4 separate regions of the Mus musculus genome follow, and regions 1, 2 and 4 are each linked to region 3. A link is a contact called in public HiChIP or PLAC-seq and promoter capture Hi-C data. All regions are on one chromosome and are shown on one strand. The core of a region is the stretch at or near the end of the contact, and the rest is flanking DNA. Distances in the headings are between cores, read along the strand shown.

Evidence for each region. Promoter capture Hi-C pulls out the DNA fragments that hold promoters and counts their contacts. HiChIP or PLAC-seq counts read pairs in DNA pulled down with a chosen protein or histone mark.
Region 1: an H3K4me3 HiChIP or PLAC-seq map of the 230-238 cell line shows a contact between it and region 3, with 4 times the contacts expected there. The contact joins the promoter of 4930402F06Rik here to the promoter of Ttll11 in region 3. A contact is called at or near these places in 2 of 39 promoter capture datasets (the C10 cell line and cranial neural crest), 4 of 115 datasets of contacts at active chromatin or transcription factors (the 230-238 cell line, bone marrow-derived macrophages, large pre-B cells and 1 more) and 1 of 9 other capture datasets (liver).
Region 2: a contact with region 3 is called in a promoter capture Hi-C map of hippocampal neurons, with 2.6 times the contacts expected there. The contact joins the promoter of Rab14 here to the promoter of Ttll11 in region 3. A contact is called at or near these places in 2 of 39 promoter capture datasets (hippocampal neurons and pre-B cells) and 1 of 115 datasets of contacts at active chromatin or transcription factors (microglia).
Region 4: a contact with region 3 is called in an H3K4me3 HiChIP or PLAC-seq map of embryonic forebrain, with 4 times the contacts expected there. The contact joins the promoter of Gsn here to the promoter of Ttll11 in region 3. A contact is called at or near these places in 1 of 15 datasets of contacts at CTCF or cohesin (large pre-B cells), 2 of 115 datasets of contacts at active chromatin or transcription factors (embryonic forebrain and large pre-B cells) and 1 of 9 other capture datasets (embryonic stem cells).

What each region holds. Positions count from the first base shown.
Region 1 is chr2:35,395,416-35,400,825 of GRCm38.p6, reverse strand. 4930402F06Rik (RIKEN cDNA 4930402F06 gene) reads left to right here and starts at 3,652. Exons shown (of 6, transcript NM_001080709.2): 1 at 3,652-3,920. It overlaps Ggta1 (glycoprotein galactosyltransferase alpha 1, 3), which reads left to right. Exons shown (of 8, transcript NM_001145821.2): 8 at 1-647.
Region 2 is chr2:35,199,762-35,205,210 of GRCm38.p6, reverse strand. Rab14 (RAB14, member RAS oncogene family) reads left to right here and starts at 4,091. Exons shown (of 8, transcript NM_026697.4): 1 at 4,091-4,451.
Region 3 is chr2:35,977,182-35,982,067 of GRCm38.p6, reverse strand. It overlaps Ttll11 (tubulin tyrosine ligase-like family, member 11), which reads left to right and starts at 2,248. Exons shown (of 10, transcript NM_029774.3): 1 at 2,248-2,896. The coding sequence starts at 2,444.
Region 4 is chr2:35,279,336-35,284,816 of GRCm38.p6, reverse strand. It overlaps Gsn (gelsolin), which reads right to left and starts at 2,437. Exons shown (of 17, transcript NM_146120.4): 1 at 2,216-2,437; 2 at 708-912; 3 at 1-143. The coding sequence starts at 2,353.

The sequences.
Region 1 (5,410 bases), core at 2,403-4,902, 580 kb after region 3:
TGAAATAGCAAGGGAAATAATTCTGGGGTTCGTGTCATCCATACCATGAGGAGCTACATTAGGTCACATCATTAGGGAAGTTGAGAAGCATAGCTCTACTTGGGTATTTAAGCAAATTATTGCAAAGGGGGTTGTCGCTCTGTGTTTCTGTGTATGCATATATTTATATTTTGCTTGTCTTCCAGTTTAGGTCATCTGTTTCTTCCTTTAAGCAGTTTATTTAAAAGGCCATTGCACCATCTTGGTGAACAGCATGAGGGGTTTCAATAAAAAATAGGATCTTACCTTTGTCCACAGGGCTCTACCTCTTACTTTTCAATTGTGAACAAAAAAGGTCGCACACCCAGAGGCAACAAAACCCACAGAATTCCTGAACCAATGGGAGATGCCAATGGAAGCAGAGCTTGCACATCTGCTAAAAATTCTGCCTCTCTGTCACTGTGCTGGATCCGTCTAAAGTGGGACAGTTCAATGGTCTGAAAGTTTCAAAAAGGCTGGGGAATTTGAGGGGATTTTTTTTTAAAATAAAATTGATCCAAGTTTAAATCTCTAATGAGTAAGCTTAGGATTTTATTAAAGGTAATTTTTAGACATTCTTCAAAATAAGAATTCTTGTTTATAATTGAATAAATTATTTTCTCAGTATATTCTGGTCTGGTATGGATTATGCGTTGTATCCTGAAGATGTTCAGAAGTGTCAGTTGTGATTGTCCATAATCATAAAGGATTTTACGATACCTTGAATGAGCTTCACAAAGACAAGATTACAAAGAACAGGCTTTATTCTCAAATTATAAAGTGTGCTCTCTCTCAATCTCTCTCTCTCTCTCTCTCTCTCTCTCTCTCTCTCTCTCTCTCTCTCTCTCTGTGTGTGTGTGTGTGTGTGTGTGTGTACACATGTGTACATGTGTGAGATCGCCTGGCAGAGCCTTCATGAAAAGACAGTCTATGAGAGCACTGTCCAGCTGCCCTGTGTTCACCTAGGACATGTGGCTCTCTTCTCGCCAGCAGTCTGGTTTCTGGACAATCTGATTTCTATGAAAATGAGTGCTGTATTTGCAGAGGATTATCTTGTCTGGAGTCATTGGTACTGTCCATCTCGTAAGAGGGAATGACTGTCTGAGGGATGACCTGGGCCTAGGTACTTCTGTCTTAGGATTTGATTGCTGTGAAGAGACACCATGGCCAAGGCACATCTTATAAAAGAAAACATTTAACTGGGGCTGGCTTACAGTTTCATAGGTTCGGTCCATTATCATCATTGAGTTGCATGCAGGCAGACATGATGCCAGAGAAGGAGCTGAGAGTTCTACATCTTGGTCTGAAGGCAGCCAGGACAGACTCCCTTCTGCAGGCAGACCGGAGTAGGGTCTGGATCACAAAATACTTTAGTATGAAACACCTCTTCCACAGTGACACACTTCCTCCATTAAGACCACACCCCTAATAGAGGCACTTCCCTTGTGCAAAGCATATTCAAACTACACAGTCCCCCAAACGTGAATTTCAGGTGCTTTACTAAAACTTAGGTTCTTGTAGTTTTGGGAACGGCTAGCTGAGGGTGGGCAACTTCACGATAAAACAGTAGGGACAGAGGGAGGGCAAGGTCACTGAGGGGAACAAATCCTGGGGACAATCTTGCCTGGCTCCAGCCTTACCTAAGGTCTTTGCTGCTTCTGGGCTTTACAAGCTTATGAAACCAGCAAGTGGAGTGAGGCTTCCTTTTGTAAGGCAGTCATTCTATTGGACTGCTCTAGGATTGTGAGTTCCTCAAGATGCTGTGTGCCTTTGCACCAACCGACTCCTCTCTGTCATTCATCTCACAGGCTCTGTCTCACAGGGATCTACTGAAAGAGTGGGGGAATGCAGCAACATCTATTCCATCATGCCTCAGAGGACGTGTGTGTGTGTGTGTGTGTGTGTGTGTGTGTGTGTGTACATGAATGCACATGCAGATGTGTGTTTTGCACGTTTGTCTTTGTGCATTGTGGAGTCCAGGAGTTGACATCAGATGTCTAACTCAATTGTTCTCTACCCTATCTTTTGAGCCAGGGTCTCACTACCCCTGAACGGAGCTCACTGACTGTCTAGAGTGGTTGGCACTGAACTTGAGTGGAGTTTGCTGATTGGATAGACTGGCTAGCACTGAACCTGAATGGAGCTTGCCGATTGGCTAGGCTAACAGGCACTGAACTTGAGTGGAGTTTGCTGATTGGATAGACTGGCTGGACTCCAAGCTGCAGGTCATGGTCTGCAGTCTTCACAACAGCAGCCCTGGAGTTCCAGTGGCATGCCCTCACACCTAGACAGTTTATGGGCGTTCTCTGGGATCAGATTAGTGTTCACGTGGCAGACACATTATCAGCTGAGCCATCTTTCCAGCCTAGGCATGCTCCCCACTCCCTCCCAGTGTAACAGACATCGGGCTTGTCTACAAGGGAGTTGCTAGGTTGGGTGGACAGAGGTAACAAGGCTCATTCTAACTGGATGGCACCAGTCAATGTGGGGTCCCAGACTGAATACAAAGGAGAAGGCAGGCAGAGCATCAGCATCTCTCTGCTTCTCGACTGGAGATGGGACCAGCTCTCTCACATCCCTGCTACTAGCATTTCCATCTGTGGTCCAGCAGACAGAACCTTTTCCCTGTGGTTCACAAGCTGCGACCTCGGGGTTTCAGCTTGGGTTCAGGTTGAGGCTCTATGCCAGTGCCATGGCCAACAGGGTTCCGTGCTGCTCGCAGGGCAGTAAGTCCTGGCCTCCTTGTCTCCCCACAGCAGCACATCAGCGGCTCTCAGCTCACATCTCCCTTCCAGCCCTCGCAGCCACTTGGCAATGACAGTGGCTGCATTTGCATTTTTTTTTTTTTTTTTTTTTTTGCTTGTCCTAACTGGATCGTGAGTGTGGGTGCTACTGGCATGTAGTGGGTGGATACAAGGGCACTGCTAAGTGATTCACACTTGCACAGGGTGGCAAACTTCACCCCATCTCAAGAAATGTCATTCGTGGCAATCTTGGAGCGGCTGGAATTACACTCTTTCAGAGTTCACTAACAGATTTATCTGTTTGCCTGTGTGGGAAACTCTAAAGCTCCACTTCCTCCCTAGAAACCAGAGCTAAGACAAAGCAGTTCCCTCTCGTGGACACCAGGGGGCAGGAGTTCCAAAGAGAACCAGTTTCTGGAGTGATGAAAACATTCTTTTTGGTGCTATTAAAGGCAGCGTCATTTGTATAAATGCTATTGATCCTTCATATAAATGGAACTAGCTCTATAGCTTAGTGGTGCTGTAGGTGTACTGTGCAGTTTATCAAATAAACAGGTAGAAATCAACCCTACATATACCACAGTTAATAAAGAAGGCATAAGGGAAGTAGGAGGGAATCTTAACGCTGACTTAGAGGAGAGACACATTGCTTATGTGCGCCAAGGGTGCTACTGTTTGTAGGTGTGGTATGGTTGAGATGTGGTTCTCCCCGTGGAGTTCACACTGAGGTTTGGTTCCAGTGGATAGTGCTGTGTTAGGCATTGACTAGGGATTAATGCTTTTCTATGAGTGAGCTGTCGCTCTGGAGATGGGCTTCTGTGACATGGTTGTTAGCAAGCCTGGCAGCTCCCCTCCACCACTCAAACCCATGCTCCGCTCCACACAGTGCCTCTGGCTGACTGCCACATGGTTTTCAACAGAAACTGAATGGATTCTGGGACATCTGGAGCTGGAGGAACATTTTTTTTTCTTTTTGTAAAGCACCCAGCTTCGGTATTTTGGTGGTAGCAACACAACACACACCAAGAAGTGATCTGGAATTCAGTGGCCCTTGCTTCAACTGCTCTATCAAGGGGAGCTATAGCCTTCAACAACCTGTCCCACCCCTCTCTGGGCTACTCAACTTTATAGGTGACACTGGTCATCAGCATCCATTGGGTAAGAAAGCATCCCAGTAGCGGCGACCACTTGACGACCTCCTCCAGGGTTTCTTGGGCAGCTTACTGCTTTGTATATTTATCAGGTGGACAGGAGACAGTCGGACACTCCCTGTGGTGGAACACCGTCTCCAGAATCCACAGGCAGCCCAACGGAGTTTTTGTCTTTCTTAGTGGCAAGGGACACAACATTTATTCACAATTTACAATTGGCTGCATCTTGGAATTTCCTGGATTGAGAATATTCACATCTGGATCCCATCCAAAGATTGCTGCTGTTCAGTTGTCTTGGTGTAGGCTTGACATCGGGGGTTTTAAAACTTTCCTGTGGGACTGTTAGTCTTGGGACCTTGGAAATGACTGCCATTAGAACAATTTGCTTTTTGTGCATGGCTTTTATTTTGATGTTGTCTTTTTTGGTTTGGGTTTTGGGTTTTTTGTTGTTGTTGTTGTTGTTGTTTCTGTTTCTGTTTTGTTTTGTTTTGGTTTTGGTTTGGCATTTGTTAAAGTTCTTAAATTTCTCTATTAATCATTTTCTTCTAAATTGAATTTGGAAATTTTGGGTTAAATTTGATTTCTGCTCCATTTTCTGCTTTATTAAATTTGTTATATCTTATTTGTGTGGAGGTCCCCTTTAGAGGTCATAGGACAACTTGAGGGAATCAGTTCTGTTGTTTTACTATGTAGGTCTCAGTGACTGAACTCAGGTCCTCAGACTTAGCAGCAAGCACCCTCACTCACTGAGCCATCTTGCTGGCCCATTCCACTTTATCTATGAAACCAGATATATACACATGATAAACATTTTTTAAAAAGATTTATTCATTTATGTATATAAGTGATGCATTTGCATGTGTGTGTACATGACAGAGAGAACATCAGATCTTATTACAAATGTTTGTGAGACATCTTGTTGCTGCTGGAATTGAATTCAGGACCTCTGGAAGAACAGCTAGTGTTTCTTAACTGCCGAGCCATCTCTCCAATCCCAGCTAGACTTCTTTTTTTTTTTAATTCAACTAATTTTTTATGATATTCAACACAATATATATTTCTATACCAATCATAAGAATGATGGACATGTTATTAAATGAACATAAAGTAGATAAGTAGATTTTTGTTTGTTTGTTTGTTTGTTTGTTTTATTTTTAGTAGAGCTTTAAAATCTTGGCTTACTGTGGTACAAACCCTAAATAAGAACAAGTTTTAAACATTGGAGTTCATTGTAATAAGGCTGTACTTCAATGTCCCTCACATCATCAAAGGATTTTACCTCCATAGTAGCTAAGCTAAGAGTTGACAGTTCTGCTGCGCCAAGGAATGAATTGTAGGCACGATTATTTGGATACAGATTTCCTGCTATGTTCAAAGCTATTTGATTTGAGTGATTGTCATCATTCTCAGCCCACAGGGAACAGGTCACATTCATTTAAGAAATGGTGTGTGTATTAAGATGGTCTATCCACGAAGCCATTCATCAACTGTTTCAGT
Region 2 (5,449 bases), core at 2,842-5,341, 780 kb after region 3:
GGCTTAACTTTAGAAATTCTAGGATCGGTTACAGAAATAACTTTATAATGATTAATGATTATAACTATATAATAACTTTATAATTTCCTTGCTTAGCATGAGTGGCAGTCTTCATTTGCAACAATGTTTCTGTTCAATACTACTTCAAAATGATCCAGTAAGCTGCAGTCCAGATCTCCAAGTGCAGCTAAGGAAGAGTAGCAGGGTAGAGCTCAGAGCAGGAACTCTGGAGTCCTGTCCTGCCAGGCTCCTGACTCAGCACTGCCAATTTTTACCTATAGGACAACTTTTACCTTTAGGCCTATATGACATTACTCCTTTTCATCTGTAAAATGGATGGATACAGTGATGAATTCATAGAGTTGTCTTAGAATGGGACCAGAGAGATGGCTCAAAGGTTAAGAGCATGTATTCTTGCAGAAGACCTATTCCATTCCCAGAATGTACATAGTGGCTTGTAACCATCTATAACTCCAACCATTCCAGGGAGTCTGGTGCCTCTTACTTCTGTGGACACCAGGCATGCGCACGGTGCATAGGCATACAGGCAAATCATTCATACACTTACAATTAAAAATTAAAAAGGCTTATAGAAACTAGGTAAGAAAATGACTTTTGGATAGTTCTTGGTGTGTAATAATTGTTCAGTAACACCAGAAGGTTTCACTTCAGGTAACAAACAGACAGAAACTTTCTGGTTAGGTACAAATTCATCCCTGAGCAAACAGTGACAACTGATGCTCAGTTTTCTCCTTTAGTTACCAAGACAGTATCAAAGCAAAAAAAAAATTTTTATTCTTTGCCATGTTTAAGAAGGAATTCACATCCTGGTACATACAAGTGTTCTACAACTGCCTAGAAATTTCCTTGATTTAAAAAATGTCAAAATATGTACATAAGTATAAAAAAATGTATAAATGTCTTAGTCATTGCCAGTTGCTGTGAAGAGACCTCAGGACCAAGGCAACTTGTAGAAAAGGAAGCATTTAATTGAGGTTTCCTTACAGTTTTAGAGGCTTAGTCTATTATCATCACGGCAGGGAATATGGTGGCATCTAGGCATGTGTGAGAGCAGTACCTGAGAGCTGCATCTCACTCCTTAGGCACAGAGAGGGGTGGGGGACTGGGCTAACATTTTGAAATCTCAAAATGCACCCCTAGTGAGTGACACACTTCTTCCACAAGGTTCCAACAGGGCCACAGCTCTTAATCCCTTTAAACAGTTCACTCCCTGGTGACTCAGCATTCAAATCTATGAGCCTGTGGGAGCCATTCTTACTCAAACCACTACTTTTCACTCCCTGCCCCCATAGGTTTGTAGCCATGTCATAATGCAAAAATACATTCAGTCCAATTTCAAAAGTCCCTGTAGTATATAACAGTATCAACACTGTTTAAAAGTCCAAAGTCTCTACTGAGACTGATGGCCATCTCTTAACTGTAATCTCCTGAAAAATCAAAAATAAAAAGCAGGTCACATACTTCCAATATACGATGGCACAGAAGATACCATTCCCAGAAGAGAAAAGGAAGCATAGTGAAGACATACTGGACCAAAGCAAGACTGAAAATCAGCAGGGCAAACTCTAAATTCTGCATCAGATGTGTGATATCAAAGCGCTCTCCACATCTCCAACCCCCTTTAGCTTTGTTGGCTGAAACAGACTTCTTTCTTGGGATGGTTCCACATTTAGTCGGCAGCTTTCCTTGTCAGCTCTCCTACAACTCTGGCATCGCAAACATCTTGGGGTCTCCAAGGCAATCCAGGCTTCACCTTCACAGATCCATGCAGTGGTCTTTCTAGATCTCCATGTAGAGGACAACGCTGACTCATTCCTGGCTTCAGTGGCTTTCCTTAGCCATGGAGAGAGATTCCACAGTCCATATCTGGTATCCTTGACTCTAAAGTCAGAACCATGTGCCTGAAGCTGCCATGATCTTCTCTTTGCTGGGGCTGGAACATGGCCCCTTGTTCAAATACATTTTCACCACCTTTCTGCTTTCTATGGTTTCTTTAATTGCTTAAAAATTTCCTTAATCCCTTTTGACAAACTGGCAGCTTAGTTGAGTGGGGTCCTCCCCTGAGGCCACCACTGCCTTTATTCCATTTAGCATCAGGCTTTTCTTTTAAACTTTTTCCAGAGCCCAAGACTCTTAGCTCCATTATACTTTCTAGTGCTATAACTGTGCATTCTGTATTTCTCTCTGCCCAACTTGCTTCTTTTCATTGTAGATCTAAATAAAAGTGACCACTAGTGACACAGTCAACACTAGGCTATCTTGAAATCTCCTCTTCCAAGGCCATTAATTCATTAATTCTTCAATTTATCCTCCAGGAATTTTTAGGACAAAGTGGCCATATTCTTTGTCAAAATATCACAAGGATGGCCTCTAGGCCACTCATTATTCCCCTCTGAAATATCTTGAGTAGGTTCCTATTCAAATTGCCCTCGGCACTGTCTTCCATGTTCCTACCAGGATGGCATATTAAGCCCCACTTAAAATCTCCAATGCTTTTTCTAGTCCAAAGTCCCAGTTGTTTCCATATTCCTCCAACAAATGGAATGGTCATGACTGTCACACAACACCCCAGTCCATGGCACCAATTTCTATCTTATATATGTCATATGGGGCCCATTCTTATTTAAACCACCACAATGAATTAAACCACTGACCTCCAGGACTGGAAGAGAGTACCTTATGCTTATCAAATAATAATAGTCCCCATTCAAGGTATTATATGCCAGGAATTTTGTATGCATTGTCTATTTAATTTTAACAAGAAAGATAGGAATTAGATATCACATCCTTACTTTGGAGAAAAGTCTGAGGACCTGAGAAAGTAAATGACATGTATAAAACTGTTGTCTGTATCATGTATTTATCAAAACAAGAGATTTTCAAACTGCTATGTATTTTTCTAATGACATCTCACTTTCCTAAGGCAGAACCAGTTTACAACGAAAGGTTTTAAACGCTTAGAATTGCGACTTTTCTTTGGGGGTTCTGGAAAGGGCCATTTTATCCACTAGGCATGGTAGGGATAATGGTTACAGTCCATAGTCCCTTCAGAGACACACAAGATATGTACCAAATCCTTTAAAATCATGGGGGGAAACCTGGGTGTGATGGTGCATGTCTTTAACCATAACACGGGAATACAGAGACTGGCAAATCTCTGCAAGTTAGAGGCCACCCTGATTCACATAGTGAGTTCCAGGGGAACCAGAAGTACATACTGAAATCCTGTATTGAACCCCACTCCACTCCTCAAAAAAAATCAGGAGAAAAAAGGTCAACTTCTATGCTGAAAAAAAAAATTGCTTTGCTTTGCGTTATTAACATATCCATCCTTGTGGCAATGTAATTGTAAAATATAAATTAAACGTAAATGTAAGATAAATAACGTAAATGTCAAATAAATAATAAGATAAAAAAAGGAAATGTAAGATAAACGTAAATGTAAGATAAGTAAATCCACATCCAGGTTCTACAAGGCAAAAAGACGAAAGACCAAGAAAGTGAAACTGTTGCTTTCACCAAGGTGTCTTGGGAAGGTGGGAGTGGGAAGTGTCTTGGGAAGGTGGGAGTAAAAATGTCAAGTTTCCCTCTTCCTGTTGCTGGTGTCCGCAAAGCAAGGTTAAGCTAGACAAAGATGAAACACAAGAAAGGGCCACCTCCTAGCTACATGATTATACAAATGGGTTGGTCAATGTGAACCACCCTTTTGCCTCTGATGGCACGAGAAGCGTCTCTGGGTGTTGGCCAGCCTTGTTCCTACTAGTCTCCAATTGGTCTGTAAATGTTGAATAAATGCAGTAAATACGTGTGTGTTCCAGAAGCCGGTATACAGAGGCGGCCCAGTGATAAGCAGTTACGCGTATTAAAAATAGTTAGGTCTCTAACGGCGACAATTCTGGACAGACACTGTCAACCCTTAGAAAACAGCGTGCGAACCTGCGCAGTAACTCCGCCGGGAGGCGTGGCACACGACTACGCTTGCGCAGGCTCCTTTCCCCGCCTCCTTCAGGCGTGAGGACCAGTGGGGGCGGGCCGAGGCCGAGGCGGGTCTACTCCGGAGGGGCGAACTGACGAAGGGGCGTGGCCGTCAGGTTAGTCTCCACCACCCTCTTCCGGGCTCCGCTGGCTGCGCGCGCATCCTCCCCCCTTCTTTTGTGGTCCGGCCCATTGCGAGGGTGACAGGAAACCCTGTGCAGGGAGCGCCGCCATCTTGGGCCAGCCCGAGGAAGATCCTGAGGGAGCCGCAGGAGCAGCCGCCGCCGCCACCGCGACTGCCACCCGAGTGTCTGCAACCTCCGGCCAGCCCGCCTACCTGCCAGGGCCTCGGCTGACGGATTCCGGCCTCCCTCCCGCCGCGTCCGCCCTCCGCTTCCTCGTCCTGACGTCCCCCTCCCGTCCGGAAAGCTGCCCAGCCACCAGCAACCCCCCAGGTAACCAAGGCCTTCCGCAGGGGCCGCCGGAGCCAGCCTCCCAGCCCGGCCCTTCCAAGGGGCGGAGGCGAGCCGAGAGGTAGGCGGGCGGCGTCCCGGGCTGGGCCCCGCAGGCCGCGGCCAGCCCGGGGGTCGGCGGAGGGCGCCGGCCTGACAGGACTCCGCGGGGCGAGCTGTCGCCCGCGCCGTCCCGGGCGGCTCGCGCTCCCTGCCCGCAGCCGGGCTCCGAGGCGTGCAGGGAGGGTGTGTTCCCACCTCATCCGTCCGACCTGCGGGGCACAGCCGCGGCCTCCGCAGGCCCGAGTCTCGCCGCCTTTGCCCGCGGCTGTAGAACACCCCCGCAGTGTTGCCCCACGCGTGGCGCGCCGGCCTGCCACCCACGAGCCCCCAGCCGTGGCAGTCCCACCCTACAGGGCCTCAACAAAAGGCAGCGCTTCGGCGTCTCGGGCTGGCTCCCGTGTCCTTGTAAGCCACCGCTCTGTCGTCCCGGCTGAGGATTGGGCGTGTGGGACTGTGCGCGAGGTTCTCCGAATCCCTGTAAAGTCCCTGGCCAGCCTGCACTGGTTGGAACCTAGACAGCATCTAGAAAGAACGAAGGGAAAAAGTTTGGGCATCTCGAGAATTTGAGAAAAGACGATGGAACGGGAACGCTAAAACTCCAGTGTGTGCCAGACACGGGTTTAGGTGTCTTCACACATAGCTTGCTTGCTTCGAGTGCCTTTTGAGAGTTTTCCGCATTTTTTTAATAAGGGGCGAGGGACGGACCGAAGCCAGAAGTTGTCCTGTAGCTGAGTAATGATGGAACACAAATGATGGCTTCTCCCTATCCTGGCTGGTATGTTTTGTACTACAGTACATTCCACGAGGGCTGAGATACACAATACTGGATCGGTTCAGAGAGGAGACAACTGAATTCCATTTTCTCTCCATTCACACTGGGTGAGAACTGATAAGACCCAAAATCTATCATGTCAGCTGCTACTCTGGCAAATGCTCCT
Region 3 (4,886 bases), core at 999-3,498:
ACCATCAGTACAGACTGTAGCTACTTCTGCCGGAGGGCACTGAGTAAAGTTCCCCAAAAGACAGCTACCAAGATGACTCTGAGTTTCCTAGGCAGAGACACTAAGGAAGGGTACATCTAGGCAGAGGGAACAGTGTGTACAAAGTCACAGAAGCAAAGAGAGGATGTGATTCCAGAAAAGAGGGTAGAAAGAGACAACTAATGTTTGAAATTTATCAAGAGAGGTTGTGCAAGTAGAGGATGTTTCTATGCTTGGAGAGCGCAGCTCCAGCTGCGGTATGAATGGACAGGAGTGTAATGGAGACAGATGGTACTCATTGGGAGGCTGCTGCAGCAGCTCGGAGAAAAGGCAGAGGCTGACCTGACACAACGGTGACAGGGAAGGCAAGAGAAATGCTATCTCAATGTAAAAGTCACAACTGTAGGGATGGATTAAGAGAGGAGGGAGGTGGGGTATGATAATTTTAAGCATTAATGAATGAGAGACATCAGGTGGGACAGGATTTGGGGTGTCCTACTATTCATCTCCAGAACTTTCCTTACTGAAAGCATAACCCTGAACTAATTCCTGAGGGAGAGTGAATGGCTGGGCAGGGAAGGCCCCACGGACAGCTCCAGAACTCTCCGAAGGCCTCAGGCAAGTCTCTGGTTCTTGATATTGGGGCCTTAGAATCAACGGGGCAACTTTAACAATCCCGCCCACCCCCAACCAGTCACACCCACAGGCTCAACCAGATGTTCTGGGCCACAGGGTAAGCACCTCAAGCACCTACAGGTTCTTGACGCCTCCACACCTGGGTGGGCCTCGAGGCAGCTTGTTCACACACTGAAATTCCCGGCCAAGGAAACAAGACTTTTGGAGAAATGCAGGAGGGGCCATTTTCCCCCAGGACCCTTAAAACTAAATGTGGCAGAACTCACTGAAGTGCAACCACGGCCACTGGTCAGTCCAGGCTGCTGTTACGACTTTCTAACCCCATTTTCTGAAACTTTCAAGTTAACCCAAATGTGGCTCCCTCAGGCAGGAGAGGACCCTCTTCTAGATCAACTCTACATTTTTATGCCTACCTTAGTTGGGTATAGGAGTTCATCACTCAGGAGGCAGAGGCAGGCAGAACTTTGTGAGTTTGATACCAAGTGGTCTATATAGTGAGTTTCAGGACAGCCAGGCCTGCTAAAGAGACCATCTTAACAACAACAAAGTATGGCAGCCATGAAAAACTGAAAGGAGGGGCTCAAAGAAATACTTGTACATGAATGTTAATGGCACTATTAGTCACAAGAGTCAAGGGATTAAAATAACCAAAAAGTCCGCAGAAAGGTCTATGGAAGAATAATTGTGCACGCACACATAGAATATTTGTAAGCTTTATGATGGAGTAAAATTCTGACACCCACTATGATGAAAAACAAAAACAAAAACCTTGTGAAGCCAAATAAGATAAAAACAAGAGGTACCCCAGTAGTTAGATTCAAGGGGGAAATAGACTTGTGGTGACCAGGGCTGTGGGGTGGGAATCCCAGGAGTTAGTTTATGGGTATGCTTTCAATATGAAAAGTTCTGAAGATGAATGGTAGAGATGGTTTGCACCACAGTATGAATGCACTGAATGCCACTGAAGAGTGAATTAAAAATAGATTAAATGAGGGCTGGAGATGAAGGCTCATCTGCCATTCATTTCCTGGAACCACGCAGCAGGTCACATCAGGGAATCTGATGCTCTCTTCTGGCCTCCTTCTCCACCAGGAACATGCATAGTACACATACATACATGTAGGCAAAATTATACACACCACACACATAATAAATTTAAAAATAATTAGTACGTTTTGTTATATGTTTTTATTGTAATAAAAAGTGTTGCCCTCTACAAGTCTAGGAATCTGAAGGGCTTCTCCATCTCATGGGAGAGACCTGAAAACCGACAAAGGTGGCCTCCAGCCTCAGTCTGAGGCTCACAGAAAAGGAGTCGATGAATGTAGTAGGACTGGGGAAACTAAGTCTCGTGTTTGAGGAAGATGCCGCTCTTCCCAAGTCCTTCCCTTTCCAAGCTCGGGAGCGAGACAGGAGCGCAACCTCTTTTACCCTCAGCCCCACTATAAATCATTCCTAGCCAGTCCCTGAGTGCTCAGAAACTCTGCATGTGTGACAAGCTGCCCTCTTCCAAGATGGCTATCGCCACCTCTGTGACAGGCCTGGTCACGTGGACGCGCTCGCTTGTGAGGTCGCCGGGCCCGGCAGGCGATTGTCCCTTGCGGGGCCCCGTCCCGAGGCGGCGACTATCCCTGTCAACCGGGGCCTGAGAGATCATGGCAACGGGCTCGGGCGGGGAGCGCGTGGCGGCGGCGGCGGCGGCGACGGCGGCGGCAGTTTGGTCGCGGGCCGGGACGGCGGAGCAGCGGCGGCGGCGGTGGCTGTGGCGCCGGCACCGGCCCTGAGCGTCATGCGGCGCAGCAGCCCGGAGAAGAAGCCGGAGGCTGAGTGGGAGGCGGACGCGGCGGCGGCGGCGGCGGCGACAGCAGCGGCGACCGAGTCGCTACCGGCGGAGACTGAGAAGCAGCAGGGCGTGGACGCTGGCGCGGCCGGGGATCCAGAGCGCCTGGAGCTGGAGGAGCAGCCCAAGGACGTGGGCCGGATCCCGACCCCGACGCGACGCCACGCGCCCGAGGAAGGAGAGGCCCGCGTCGTCCGGCGGCTGCCACCAGCGCTGCCCCTGGCCCAGCCGAGGCCGGCGGCGCGGGCCCTGAGCCAGCTCGTGAAGGCACGGGGCCGGAGCCGGAGCCGGGTCTACCGGCGGAGCGCAGGCTCGATGCGGCCGGTCACCGTGGACAGCTCCAAGGCCCGCACCTCCCTGGACGCGCTCAAGATCAGTCTTCGCCAGCTCAGGTGGAAGGAGGTGAGGCCCGCCGGCCCGGCGCGTGGGCACAGGGGGGTCGTCCCGAGGCCTGGCCCCCGGAGCCACTTCCCAGGTCAGGTCAGCCCGTCTCTGCTCTGCTCCCCTACAGCTTTTCTTATGTCTGCAGCCCTGGCCTCGTCAAGCTGTAGATCCTGGTTTATCCGTCCTGTCTTCTCCTCTGTTGGCCCCGGGGCCAGGGGCCACCTTTCACTTTCTGCATTTCAGTGATATTTAAAGTTTAGTAAACTTTCATGCTTAGAGTGCCACTCTTGGGCCAGGTTTGTGCTCGCCAGCGCCTCACTACACTCTTCAACTTAGCTGTGCGACCTTGAGCAAGCTACTTTTCTTCTTTTGGTCCCGTTTACCTCGGTAAAGGGAAGCCGGTTCGTTCCGGTTTGGAGCATAGTGCCTAGTGCTTGCACAAGGTTTCAGCAAATGACAACCTACTTTCATCACGATCTTTTACCACCACCACCATCACCACCACCGCAGACACTGATTGGGGGATGTAGCAGGTGACAGTAAGTGGGGGTGAAAGCATGTGTGAGCAGATGAATCACCCTTGAATTCATTTCAGACCTTTTAAGGGACGGGGTGGGACAAAAGCACCAACGAATCCGAGAGGTTTCTATTTTCATTGGCTGAGTAAATAAAGCCAGCTGACTTTATTTACAGCATAGAAACCATTGGTCCACTAAAGATTCCGTGCGCAGAGAGCATGAGGGCTCAGGCTCTGAACTTTGTGCTAAGTGTGGTACAAGTGGTTTAATGAAGTTGGAGACTGGGGAGAGATGGCCACAGGTCCACTATGGTCAGAATGTTGATGTCCCAGTGGAAGAGTTTGGTTTGGAGAGAAACCAAGAATCAGGTGGGGTGGTGGAGGTGGGGTCTGGCAATCCCAGGTGTCAGAGCCCTCTCAGTCTTGATTTTCACACCTTGGAAACTGGATGAAGATTGGTGAGACTCGGTTCTACAGTGTCTAAACTGTAGATAAAGTCCCATGTCCAGCCCAAAGATAGGCAGGCCAGGAAGGTAAACTTGGACTTGTCAGAGCCACCCAAAGATAGGCGGGCCAGGAAGGTACACGTAGACTTGTCAATGCTGCTGACCTACTGAAGAGAGTCCAGGGATAGAAAGTAGCTAAGAACTCAAGCTGGCTAGCAAGTGCCTGTGTTCTCAGCTCAGCCCTGAGAAGAGACAGGAAGCAGCCTTTATCTTGCTCACCCAATCCAGCACAGGTTCATTCTCTTAATTTGTAGATATCCTCTATGGTGATACCAAGTTCTATGCTGGGCCTAGAGAATCACACTTTAAATGTACTCTTGTCTTCAAGCGTTCCTAGTTCAGTAGGGAATGAAATCCAGTAAGTAGTCCTGGTATCTGCAGGCCCATTGCTGCTGCTGCTGCTGCTGTTGCTGCTGCTGCTGCTGCTGCTGCTGCTTTAAATGCTCCTTTCCCAGCTAGCTATGTGCATGGCTTTCTCTGTCACCTCTTGGGACTGCTGATCAAGGTCCTGAGAGAGGTTTCCCAGGCAATGTTCGCAGCCATCTCTAGCCCTGGCTGTTTGCTTCATAGCATGAACCTCTACCTGACATCGTGTTGTATTTGTTTATTGACTGTTTTTCTCACCAGAATGTAAGCTCTTCGAGGGCAGGCATTTTGTTTTGTTACTGCTGTACTCAAAGTTGTCTGGCATCTGGAAGTTGCTCAATAAATATTTGTTGAATGCATGAACATATTATGTGATGAGTGTCTCTATATGCTGTGGGAGACAGAGGCGGTCAACTCTAGTACATCTTCCTCAGGGAAGTGAAGCCCAAATGAGTCTTGAGTGTTGACCAAAGTTATTTAGTGGTGTGGACTTTGGGTCCCTGGTAGAGGGAGTGGTGTGGGCCAAGCAGAATGCATGCAGTGCTTTGCAGTAGAGCTGGCTGGCTGGATCACAGAGAGGGGTGTAGCATGGTGAGAGATAAGGCGGTATAAGTGAGCC
Region 4 (5,481 bases), core at 1,188-3,687, 700 kb after region 3:
TCCAGACTTGAAGTAGCCGGAGAAGGTGGACGACTCAAAGCCCTGAACCTCACGGTGCTGTACAGCCCGGCCGTTCAGGTAGTCATCCAGTTGCACAGTAAAGATGGCAGCAGCCCCGCTCTCATCCTGGCTGCATTCATTGCCTAGGAAACATGAGGGTAGCATGAGACTGGCTTCTAGAAGGTAGTCTTGGCCCTCTGGGGAGGAGGCATGCAGAGCCAACAGCTCTACTCTGACCTGGCTATAGATATTGAGCTAGTCCCTCCCTGCTTTTCAAGAGCCTGAGTTACTCCATCTGTATAATAAGGAGACCTTAAAACAAACAGAACAGAGCCAGTGTTAAAGACTCTAGGCTCCTAGCTGGGAAGAGAAAATGAGGGAGTGATTGGAGCTGATCCAAGAAAGCACAGGGGTGGTGGTAGGGGGAGGGATTTGGGGTCTCCATGACATCTACAAAACTTGTTTGTCCTCTTGAGGAAGCATAGCGGTCAACATGACCATTCTATAGAAAAAACCACTGGTGAGCTGCAGAAGGGTAGATCACAGGTCAAAGGGCAGAGCTGGGATCTGAACCTGTACAGGCTGGCTCTAGAGCGGTGTCATGGAAACCACTAACAAAGGCCTGGTGTAGAGAGTACTCAGTTCAGGTATATCCATACAGTTGGGGGTCGGGGATGGGGAGGGGCTAAGCAGGAGCACTCCCTCACCCAGCCAATAGTGGAGGTCATACTGCAGATTCCCATTCCTCAGCTGCACAGTCTTTAGGATGACATAGGCATCACCCGTGAAGAAGTCTCCATAGAGGTTGGGGGGCACAGGCACCAGGTCAAACTTCTCCACACGCCAGATCTGCAGGCCAGGCTCCTTCCCTGCCTTCAGGAATTCGGGGTGCTCCACCACCATAGTGCTGGGCTGCAGAGAGACAGGACAGAACCTGAGCAGAAGTGTGGGTCTCAGCAAGGAGAGACCCCAGGCATGAGGGAGGGCAGCTTCGAGCTCTCCCTGTGCTAGAGGAGAATCAACCCCTTTCTGGGAGTTTCTGGCCAGGCCAGGCTGTCTTCCTTTCTGCTCTCCTAGTTGGTGATATGACAGAGGAGGCAGAGAGCTCCCTCCCTTTTGGGGAGATAGCTAAGGCACAAAGAGGCAGGCTGTCTTTCAGGGGCCCCCATTTGGGAGACAACATAGAGGGATAGCCCTGGACTCCAAAGGCACTCTCTGCCCCTATGGATAGACACTCCCAGATAGCAGTGGCAAATCTCTCAGTCCCCAGTGACTCTGCATGCTCTCTTCCAGAACCTTTGTGGCTTAGGACGCATTATCCACCCCTACTCTGCAAATGGGGAAACAGGACCAAAGGGCAAGGGGCCCGATCCTAGGTCCCGTGGTTGGTTTTGCTCCTTGGAAGGGGAAGGATCATCACAGCCCACTAAGGACTGGCTTAGTGGGCCCAAGTGGCCTCCTGAGCTGTCTGCCTCCTCCCTCCTGCCCCGCCCCCAGCATCCCACCCACCAAATTTCCACATCTTGGGAAAGGGGGAAGGAATGGAGCCTGAAGTCTGCAGGGGGAACCTGTTAGGAGAAGGTTTGAGGGTGGGAAAGGCTGCCAGACATGCTCTGTAGGTGCCAATGGGACAGACGGTTAGGTTTGCGCCCAAGGAGGGATGTCAGCAGGTCACCTCAGACAGAGGAAGGTCTGGTTGGAACAAAAAGCAGGCAGAAGTCAGAAGCGATTGGGGAGAAAAACTCAGGTAGTGGAGAGTAGAGAACAGAAAGGGCAGACAAGTGGGAGGGGTCGGGCAGGGGAGGAGACCACAATCAGGGTAGAGAGAAGAGAATAAAATAACAGTCCTGTCCAGAGGCTTTCAAAGGGGAAACCGAACGGGAGGGGACAGACAAACAGCAAACAGCAAACGCAGAGGACTCTGAGAAAGACCAGCAAGAAGGGCAGTAGTTAGACATGATAAAGGAGATGGGATCCAAATCAGTAGTGGGGAAAGATCCGGCCAAGGTGAGGTTAGCCTGCAGGAAGGAAAGAGCTTTGGCCCCGGCCCCCGAACCCCGCCCCCAGGAGCCCCGAAGCAGCAAGACATACTTACAAAGCAACAAAACAGTTTTTCCATTCTACACCTGAATTACTCCCCTTTTCCTAGCGCTGTATCTGCAAGAACTTACAATAGACAATTACTCGGGGAGCCCCGGGGACCCCGGGCACTCACCCGCGCCTCAGACACCCGACTTTGGGGCGCCCTCTCTTGGGCCCTGCCCCGTGATGTGGTGGCTGCATGGGAAGGCGACAGTGCGCACAGCGCCAGGAGGAGCAGCGCGCAGAGCAGTGAAGAGCGGTACGGAGCCATGGCGACGGTGAGGACCCAGGCTGCGGCCGCGGACCCTTGGTCGCCCCAACCTTTAAGTAACCGGCCGTCCCATCCCGCCCTAGCTGAGGACCGCCCAGCAGGGAGGGCCTTGCGGCCCGCGGGGGAGGCGGGTATCTGTCCGGGATCTCTGAGACATCTGGGTTCCCTTCCCACTGGGACCAACCCGACTGGGTGCGGTCGCCCCTTGGACCCTAGTTTCCAATCAGAAGATCCGGCCTGTGGTCTGACATATAACAGATGCTAACTCAGTGAGAGTTTTTCTGGGGCCCGTTCAACCGCCTTCTTATTGGTCCAATAAGCAGATCCAACAAAAACTAACCAAAACAACAAAAAACACCTAGCATGAACTAACAAGTTCATGGCGGTTTCCAACTCAAGTACTCTTTTTGGATTGTTCTCCCCTCCCCCCAGTGACATTTTTTCTTTCTTTCTGTTTTGTTATTGTTATTTTGAGCAAATCTTAGTTTGTTGTACAAAGTTCTTGCCTGTTGACTGGTTGCCCCTGCCCAGGGCAATACTTGTATCCATCTCCTTTAAAGGATAACACCTCCATTTCCTTCTGCAACCTTTTCCCCCCACCTCCCCGCCCCATTTCAGGCCCTCTCCTTCCCTCGCTCCTCATCACTGGGAAATGTGGACCTAAGTTAAACTACTAAGTACCACCTACTATGTCTCCTAGAGGTTGCAGAGGGTTAGATCAGGCCTGCTCAGATAGCCTGGTCTGCAGGAGGCAATGCATCGCTGTCCCAGCTCCCTTGGGAGCCTACATAGCATGACTTCTATCTAACTTTGCTGTCTCCCTCCCCAGTTTCTTCCCACTTAAGGGGAAACAGTTCACAGCTAAGAGAACACAGAGAACAGCTGAGACTGAAGGTTATGGGGACTTCAGATGGCCTGGGTCTTGTCGCAGGGGAGACTGAGAACATTTCCAGGGGAGGGAACAGCATATAGGCAGAGGGCAAGCAAACACAGGCCATGCCCAGTAAATAGCTAGGATCTGATTTACAGGGGGGCAAGGCAAGAAAGGTGAGTACCCCTAGAAATGGGATTTTATCAGGTGTTTGTAGAGGCCTTGAATTCTCTGGGCTCCATGGTCTAGGAAGCCCACCTTCAAGCCTGTGTAGCCTACAGTGGGCTGCCCTGGGCACAACTCAGGGAGGTGATTAAAGCCCACACTGCTTGCAGGAACATTTCTGGAAGCATAAGCCATTTTCACCTCTCTAGATAGAAAGTAGATTGTGCATATTCAAGACACATAATACAACATTCCCTACAGAGCTGCTTGCAATGGACAAGGATATGCATTGAAGCATTGTTCAAAGAGAATTGGAAATGACCCAAATGCCCTGGGGACATAAGTGATGGGACTGTCACACAATGGACCACAAAGCAACTGTGAAAAGAAAAAGAAGTCAGAGCCAGTTGTGCCTGGTAGCACATAGTAGGCACTCAGTAGGCATGGAGAGACCTCCAGGTGCCAGAAGCAAATTGCACAATGATGTCTCTTCCTTTCTATAAGGAAAGAATCTGCAGTTGATGCACAAACCCTTGCAAAGTCAGTAAACGCTGCACTGTTAAAGCTATCACTTCGACTAGGAGAGAGACGTCACCTTGGACACTGCCGTGGCGTGGCTGCCCAGGCTGGAGAGAGTCCTCAGATCACTGTAATGGTGGGAAATTTTTAATACCACACCACGATGATGATCATACAACCAGTTCACGCCACAGAAAAATCACAGAACTGTGTGCTTCGGTGAGTGGACTGTGCATGCTACATGCGTTACATCCTGAGACACTTCCTGAAATAGCAGCTTAAAGCACAAGATCTAAAACATGACACAGATACATCTAGCCGGCCAGTGATGGTGCACACCTTTAACCCCAGTATTCGGGAGGCAGAAGCAGGCAGATCTCTGTGAGTTCAAAGCCAGTCTGGTCTATAAAGAGAGTTCCAGGACAGCTAGGACTGCCCAGAGAAACCCTACCCCAAAAAAGCCAAAGAAAAGAAATATATCCAATAGAGTTGATTGATTGATTGATTGATTGATTAATTGATTGATTTAGAACTGTAGTCTAGAAAGACTGCTTTAAGAACATGCCTGAGGGGATACTTGCTCCTTGGCTGACTCAGGAAATGACCAGGAGCCTGAGCCAGCAGCTGGCCTGGCTACACAGCCCCCTCAGGAACAGGGAAGCAGTGTGGCCCCAGCTTACCCAGTTGGTGATTAACAGAAGGCCAGTATGGCTTGGCCTCGACCCCTGGGGTCAGTGACCACTAGCCCAGGCTCCCCCCGAAGTTAATGATCACAAAGGTGGTGATCTTTGCTGGCTATGTAGCTATGGAGTTTAGGCCATATTAACCAAGGCCCCACCCCTGCCTTCTAAGACCCTGAAGCCTAGAAACTCTCACTCCAAGGCCTCAGTGAAGGAGACCCGGATGGGGCAGCGATACTCTGTTCCCTGCCTGGAAGAGGTTCGTGAGTTCAAGAGAACAAGGAGTTTAAGAGAGGGTAAAAGGCAGGGATCCCCTGTTAGAGAAGGGTCTGCCACAGATGACCTGGATGACTCTAGGCAACTCATTCTTTATGGGTCTAGGTGTCCATACAAAAGGTGCCTCAATACTCTTCTGGACCCAGAGCATGGCTGCACCATCCTGCCCAGAACCTACTTGCTTCTATGCTTCGATGTCCCTATCTGCAAAATGGGGACAGTGGACCATCTCACCTTGGCACGTCCTTCTGAATCAGACCACCTACGATCCCTGCCATATGTAAGAGGTTCTGAAATCAGAAACAGCAAGTCACCTCACCTCTAGATCCAGTGAGTTATCAAGCCCCATAAGACACCAAAGCCTGGAACCTCTCACTATGGTGCACCAGGGAGTAGAGACTATGATAGGGAAACACTGTCTTGCTCTGTTCCCTGCTTGGAAAAAGATGTATGAATTCAGGGGAGCAAGTAGATACACGTGCATAAGAAAGGAAAGCAGACCGATGGCAGAGAAACCAAGACTCGGCGCCACTCGTGTGGAAGGAGGCACTGCTGATATTCTAAACCTTGTCTGGGATTCCTGGACCCAATTCTGTCTGGGAGGCAGAAGCAAGAGC